Linked DNA regions of Sus scrofa: region 2 is linked to region 1. Evidence: chromatin contacts called from public promoter capture Hi-C data. All regions are on one chromosome and are shown on one strand. Each heading gives the region's core, a stretch centred on a gene start, on an enhancer-like site or on the middle of the called end of the contact. The rest is flanking DNA. Distances are from core to core; before and after follow the strand shown.

Evidence for each region. Promoter capture Hi-C pulls out the DNA fragments that hold promoters and counts their contacts.
Region 2: a contact with region 1 is called in a promoter capture Hi-C map of liver, with 4 times the contacts expected there. The contact joins the promoter of C10H10orf113 here to the promoter of NEBL in region 1. A contact is called at or near these places in 1 of 5 promoter capture datasets (liver) and 5 of 47 Hi-C or Micro-C datasets (epiblast stem cells, heart right ventricle and liver).

Annotation. Positions count from the first base shown.
Region 1 is chr10:53,600,226-53,604,262 of Sscrofa11.1, forward strand. It overlaps NEBL (nebulette), which reads left to right and starts at 2,704. Exons shown (of 7, transcript XM_003357763.4): 1 at 2,704-3,054. The coding sequence starts at 2,986.
Region 2 is chr10:53,646,458-53,650,068 of Sscrofa11.1, forward strand. C10H10orf113 (putative uncharacterized protein C10orf113 homolog) reads left to right here and starts at 1,609. Exons shown (of 3, transcript XM_021064960.1): 1 at 1,609-3,063; 2 at 3,065-3,200; 3 at 3,203-3,611. The coding sequence starts at 2,941. The coding sequence ends at 3,309. All of the region lies in intron 2 of NEBL (nebulette), which reads left to right.

The DNA of each region.
Region 1 (4,037 bases), core at 1,454-3,953:
GGCTGGACTGGATGACAGGTTTCTGCCAACTCTCTGTTTACAGCACTTTGAATTTTGAAATAAAGAAGCCCTTTAAAGGCAGATGGTATTAAAATTCTTCTTAGATCAATAAAATGGCACTAAGAAACTTAGAACATGGCTTAATGCAGAAAATGAAAACAGTAAGAAAAACAGGGGAGGAAAATATAGCTTGAGTAGTCACTGTTTACTTTGAGGGAATAAAACATTTTAGTTAATTTCAATTTACTCTATTCACTTGTCTCATTTATACTTTCTTTCAACAAACATTTCATTAGGACCTACTGTGTGTCAGGTATTAGGAGAGGTGTTGGTTGGCTAGGAAATCACATAATTCATAGCTAAAAGATCTGATAAATATCACATATCACCATAATGCTTCCACAGAACTTTTTGCTTACCATCTAAAAAAGACAATAGGATTTTTAAACTGTATTTTATAATCTACACTTATGAAAATCTAAATGCTAAAAAAAAATTTCTGTCTTCTGGGTGATCAAGTACTTTTTTCCTCAGGCACTCCTTTTCTTTTCTTTTCTTTCCTTTTCTTTTCTTTTCTTTTAATATTCAATGTAGGTCCTTCCCCCTGCCCGGTTTTATTGATGTACAATTGCAAATAAAATTGTAAGATAGTTGAAGAGTTCAATGTGTTGATTTGTTGTACGTATACTTTGTGAAAGGAATCCCTCCCCCCATAGAATTAACACATTCATCACCTCACATATTTTCCCCCTTTTTGGATGAGAACATTTAAATTCTATTCTCTTAGTAGGCTTCTATTATCCAACACTGTGTTAACTGCAGTCACCATGTTATACAGTAGATGCTCAGACCTCATTCATCTTATAACTGAATGTTGGTACCCATTTACCAACCTCTCCTTGTTTCACTGCCTGGCAACCACTTTTTCTTCTCTGAGTTCCACTTTTTACTTTTTTTTTTTCTTTAAGATTCCACGTATGTGTGACACCATGCAGTATTTGTCTGGCTTATTTCACTTAACATAAAGTCCTCCACTTTCACCTGTGGTCTTAAGCTTTTCTAATTAGTTCTGAGGTGTTTTTAAATGACAGCGAGACTCTCTGACAGCAAATTATTGCTTTATTTGCTTTAGAGGTGGACTTGTGAGCAGGGCAAAAAGCGGTTCAAAGGCTGCTGCATTGGTGGATCTTTTTTAAGAAATGATCTCTTTTGAAAGGTCAAACAACACAGTCTCATTATGAATGATATTTCATCTGTGCAGTCTGCCTGAGGAGCTCAGAAATCAGCAGTTTTCTTTTTTCATGAAAAGCTGCAGCAATGATTTTTTAAAAAATCACCAATATTTGTTACAGTAGTGGCTATGTGGCATTACTGAGTCTTAATCTCTGCGTTAACAGCAGAATGTTTCCTTATTTGCTACAAACGGCCTATGATGATAATCCAGGCTGACACTTAATGTAGCGTTTGCCGAGAGCCAGGCAGGTTGAAACACTTATCTGCTGACTCATAATTCTCACACTGGGAAAATTGAAGCTGTTTTGCAGCAGTTATTCCCATTTTGCAGATTTGAAAACTGAGGCATAGAGAGGGTAAGTATTTGCACAAAGTCACATGACAGTAAATGGCAGGGTTGGGTTTTGAATTCAGGACGTGTGGCTCCATTTTGCTGCCTTTTACAAAGCGAGTCCAACAAGCTTATTAAAACTAAAACGGATTTCTATTCCGTTTGGTTCTATCTGACCCTTACCCTTCAGCTTGATTTCCTGGCCCTTCCGGTTAGGACCATGAATTTGTAATTGCTTTCCTTAACGTAGGTGAAGAACTTTTCGTAGACCCTGTGGTGTTTAATTGCAAAATATACAGTATGCGCGCGCGATCCCCCCCCCCCCCATGAACGATGTCCGTTTATTAATCAAGAAAGGCTTGATTCGGGCCTAAAATGATCACTCGTTTTATGAGAACAGATATAACAAGTGCAGAGGAGGGTAGCCAGTGAGAGAAGTCTCTTCCCGTCAGGGTCCGAGGATTTAGCGCAGGCACGCGGGAACGCTTGCTTCCAGCGAAGGCCCGTGGGGGCCGGCGCGGCACAGCCCCCTGGCGCTGCTGGGACGTGAAGCTCCAGGTTCCCCGCGGGTTTCCCAGCTCCCGCACGGGAAAGCGTCGCTGCGCACGCCCGGACCAGTCTCCGCCCGGGCACTGGGCGCTGCGTGGGGCGTCGGTGCGCTGCTGCCCGCGACCCGGGGCGGGCGCACCCCCACCTCGCGTTCCCCGCGACCTTTGGGCATCAGGAACATAGATCGGCCTAGGAGCCGGGCAGCCCCCGGCTGGGCAGGGGAGAGAGGAGGAAGGGGTGCAGGGCGTGCGCGGGGTTGAGCCCTCCCTCGCGGCCCCCCCGCGGTCCTCCTCCGCCGCCGCCGCCCACCTGGCCGCCCCCGCTGCGGCAGCCGCGCGAAGCTCGCTCCCAGGCCTCCCCTTCGCAGCCGAGCGGTCTGCGGAGCTTTCCGGGTCTCTGCCCTCCCCCTTCCCCCGCTTCGCCCGCCCTCCCCCGGGGCCCGACGTGCTCGTTCCCTGCCACTTCGGTCGGGGCGCGCCGGTGGGTTTGGCCTGCGCGTCACCGGCGAGGCGGGGGAGCGAGTGAGCGCGAGGGGCGGGAGCGAGTGTCTCTGTGAGTCACCGGTACCTGGAGTGCGAGCGACGCAGAGCGAGCGGCGCGGAGCCCGAGCCGGAGCCGAGCCCGAGCACGAGAGCGCGGCCGCCCCTCGGCGCCAGGCCCAGCCGCGCACCCACCCGCGCCCCCGCCGCCTCCCCGCGCGCCGCGCGGCCCGCTCGCCCCCGGCTCCGGGCAGACTCCCGATCCCCGCGCCCGGCCTCCCGCCGCCCTCCCGTCTGCCAGGAGGCGGTGCGGGGATCGCCGGGGGATGTCACAGCGGCTCCTCGGAGCCCCCAGCCGCCGCCGCCTGTTCGCCGCCCCCAGGAACCGCGACAATGAACCCCCAATGTGCCCGCTGCGGGAAAGTAGTGTATCCCACGGAGAAAGTCAACTGCCTGGATAAGGTGAGCAAGGGGGCGCCGGGCCAGCCGGGACCTGCCGGGCGCCGGGCTGCACCTGCTTGGAGAAGTTTTGGCATCTGCGATGGAAAGAGAAGAGTGGGTCTGTGCGTGTATGTGTGTGTGTGTCTTGGCACGGGGTGAGGGCATACGAAGGAAGATGCCCGAGGAGTGTCAGAGAGCACGCTTGGCGACCGTGCTGTAGGAACCAGGAAAGCCTTTTGTCGGGGTGCGGGCGGCGGGGGTGCGGGGCTGCGCCGGCGGCGGCAGCGAGCGGCGGCGGAGGGCGCCAGGCGGACCGCGGCCCTGGGAGCCCACGCGGGGCCCCCGGGAGCAGTTCGGCGAGCCGCGCCCCTCTCACCACCACTCCTGCCCTGTCACTGCCCCGCAACCCCCGCCCCCGCCGCCCCCGCCCAAGGATGCGTCCGCATCCCCACCTCACCCCTGCCCCGGCGCCTCTCGTAAGGGCGGCGAGGTGGAGAGGCAGATAGTAATTAATATGTCGTGGGGCGGCCGCTGCCGCATTGCTAAGAATAATCCCCGCCCAGGAGCCGGGGCTCAGCGCGGCAAGCCGGACCCGCGGGGGGCTAATCCACCCGGTTGGGGAATTCCAGAGGAACCGGCTGTAGCCCGGGCCCCGCAGCTCAGCTCCCCTGCCCTTCCTGGGTGCGGATGGAGTTGAACAGCCTGGGAGAGAGACGCTGGCCTCTGTCCTGAGAGACTGACGATGGAGTCCAGCCGGAGGAGGTCCTAGTGAAATTTGCGTGTGGTCATACAGATGATGCCTCCCAAGAGCACGTCGTCATCCCTTCAGGCATCCCGGACAGAGCCCAGCTTTCCGCAGTTTAGTGGAGCTGGACAGGGATGGGGGACCAGGGGTACTTACATGGTGCGCCTCCTGCCATCTCAGGTTGCTTGACTTCCGGTGGACACATGTTTATTGAGATCTCTCAAACAGTGTTTAGGCACTTTGACTTGGACTCGTTTTC
Region 2 (3,611 bases), core at 359-2,858, 45 kb after region 1:
AACAAAATACTGTGAATATATACAATGGAACACTATTCAGCCCTAAAAAGGAATGAAGTACTGATACATGATGTCACATGATGAGCCTTGAAAATATTATGCTAAATGAAAGAAACCAGACACCAAAGGCCATATATATTATATGATTCCATTTATATGAAATGTCCAGGTCAGGCAAATCCATAGAGCCAGATTAGTACTTGCTATATAGGCTCTTGGGAAAAGGGGAGAATGGGAAGTGACTGCTAATGGGTATAGGGTTTCTTTTTGGGGTGATGAAAATGTTCTAGAATTATATACAGGTGACTTTTTGAGAGTATACTAAAAACCACTGGAATGTGCACTCTAAAAAGGTGACTTTTATGGCATTAGAATTTTATCTCAATATATAAATGTATATACATAGTAAAAAAATAAATAAAAAAAGATAGCAATATCTGCTTTTCTGGAAAGAGCTGGAAACAAAGTCACTATTGACCATTGAAAAAGCACAATAGTAGGAAATTTTACCAACTCCATTTGGGGAATGAGAACCAAGGGAAATCGGAGTCCAGCTTCTTGCCAAATGAGCTTCCTTCTCTTCTCTTTTTCTTCTCCTTACTCCCTCCCCCCAACTTAGCAGTGGGAAGAAATGACTAGTTCAGTGGGGAGGAAAAAACGATGATGCTGGTTTCAGCCTCAAGGTCAGTGTTCCATGTCATGACGTGTCAAACACTCCAGAGGTTCCAAGTGTATTACGAAACAAAACAACATTTTGCAATGTTGACCCTCTCCTCACTGCCTTTATTAGTTTTGTGCTGTGCTGTGCTTTTCTCTGGGTTGGATTTTTTTTCTTTGGATTCTTTGGTTTTGTTACTTCTGCCTATTTATTTTGACAGGGAGAATGCCTCATAATGAGCCAACTACAGCCCACTGAGACCTAACTGTGGAGGATACATGTGGTCTTGTTTCAGAAACCTAGTTGTTTCTGGTTAACATGCACGGGGCTCATCTGATGTTGGGCTCCCAGCCCACCGTCAGCTCTAATCCCAGCACATCCTTCTCTCATGCTGTTCATTAAAGATGGGGATCAAGTGGGACTTGGAGCAGCAGCTTTTTTTTTTTTTAATTGAGGTGTAATTGACCTGTAACCTTGTATTATTTCAGTGTACAACATGATGATATCTGTATATATTGTGAAATGATCACCACACTAAGTTTAGTTAACATCTGTCACCACATATAGTTACATGTTGTTTTTCTTGTGACGAGAACTTTTAAGATTTCCTCTGTTAGCCAGTTTCAGATACACACTATGGTCTTGTTAACTGTAGTTGCCATGCTGTACGTTACATTCCCCAGAGCCTCTTCATCTTACAACCGGAGGTTTGTACCTTTGGGCACCCTTCACCCATGTCGCCCTCTCCTTACACCCGCCCCCCCCACCCCTTGCAACCACCAGTCTGTTCTCTGTATCTGTGAGTTCAGTTTCTTTTCGATTCCATATGTAAGTGAAATTGTATGGTATTTGTCTTTCTCTGTCTGACTTGTTTCACTTGGCATAATGCCTTCATAAGGTCTCCCCATGATGTTGCAAATGGCAAGAGTTCCTTCTTTTGCATGGCTGAATAATATTCCATTGCACACACGTGTGCGTGCATGCGTGTGTGTGTGTGTGTGTGTGTGTGTGACATTTTCTTTATTCATTCATCCATTAGTAGAACAGAGGTTGCTTCCAAGTTTTGGCTGTGGTGAAAAATGCTGGCATGAACAGGACCAACTTTTTTTTTCCTTCTCTCTCTCCCTAATATTATGTTTCCATGTTTTGTGTACATTCTCACTTTTCTCACTCTTTTTCTTTTCTCTTTAAGCAATGCTAGGCTAAATTGAGACTTAGAAAATGTGTTGATGGTGTTTGGTCTCTCCCGACCTGGCCTCAGCTGCCCCATCTCCATTCTGACCTTTCTTTTCCAGATACTCATTCCTCTTACATTTTTACTAATTAATTACCCTAACTGTGGCATTTTATTCTCCTCTACATTCATTGATCCTTAGCTGATCTGTGTTCCACCTCTTGGGACCCAGTTGAAAGGCTGAATTTCAGCTGAGAAAGTCAAAATGGAATTTTTCTAGTTCTGTGATAATTTCTGCTTTTATTCGCTGGGATTCTTTTAAATGGGTGAAGTTTCCATCATCAGTTACTTGGTTATCCTGAAATATAGTTTGGAAAGAGAAAATGGTATGTTATTCAGCCTTGCCTTGTATTTATCATTTGTCAGAATGATGAATTGGGGCTCCAGCACCTTTTACTGGTGGTCACTAGTGAGCTGTTCTTTACTGTTTTGGGGGTGGAGGTGGAAGGACCTCTTATCAACTCATTATACACTCACGGACTTTATAGAATTGATACGTTTGAATCAGTTGCAGTCCTTCTTTTTGATATTCAAATTGTCCTGTCTTGGGCCAGTGGAGGCTCCTTCTAGAGGGTTTGCATGTCTCCTTGACACCACCCTATTAGTCTGAACCACTGACTTCTGGGCAGCACTTTCCACCTCGTTAAGTAATTGGATTAGTTGGTCTTTAAGATTCCTTTCAGTTCTAGCTTTCCTGCCAAAAAAAAAAGGTGCCACTTTTAATATCCTACAATAAACTCTTTTATGCTGGAAATACACTATTTTGATTTTTTTCCCTTTTGAGTTCACCGAGCAGGTAACTTTATGCATTGGAAAATATGAAATGTTTTTGTTTCCCCCCTTCCTACCTTTTAGCTCTCACTTACGTAACACTGGCTCAGGATCCTTCCATTCTCTAAACTCAGTATCTAGGCAGAAAAACAAAACAAAATAAGCGGTAGAAACATTTCTATCCTTAAGGCTGTAATGAGGCTTACCAAGGAAGTACCTGATTTTGAAGATGGATTTTTTTTTTGAAATATACCAGCATTAGTTGTTACTATTCCAAATGCGATATTTTTCTCACCTTTTAGTTGAGGCAGGAAGAATGGATAGCTGTGTTTTATCCCATAGCCCTGGTAAGGCAGAATGAAGAGATGAGGGGGGCTTGAAGCACCCCAGTGAGCTGTTCAGGGAAGTCCAGAAGGCTGCAAAGCCAGCCAGCTCTTGCCAGGTGGCTGCAGAGTCAGCCCCAGTTCCTACAAGCCGAGAGCTGGAGTCGGTCCATCCAGGCAGGGCCTGAACCAGATCCAGGCAGCTGGGCCAAGTCCTGAGGCTGTCCCTGGGACCAGAAGGTATAACCAGAGGGAAGCACGGATTTAAATTCCAGGGCATGAGACAAAAGCTCATCATATCGAAGGAGAGGGAGCTGAAATGACTGTTGTATAAAATGCTGGAAGCACACTGTCTCATGCTAAACCGGCTGCAGAAAACTTAAGTGCCTGATTTTTGTTTCTGTCTGTGCCCTGTGGAGCACATGTGACTTCAAAGGCAGCTCTGTAGGGTGCAGGGAGAAAAGAGCATGCTTTTATTTCCAATTTTGGCACAAATCTTCCAAACTGTTTTTGATGGCCAGGGAACAAAACTGGAATTCCCTCTGGATTCACTTGCATGTAGCAGGCCCGCCTTCGTTTTCCTCTGGTGACAACTTTCCCTTCTTCAACCTGTGCTTCCTCCCTA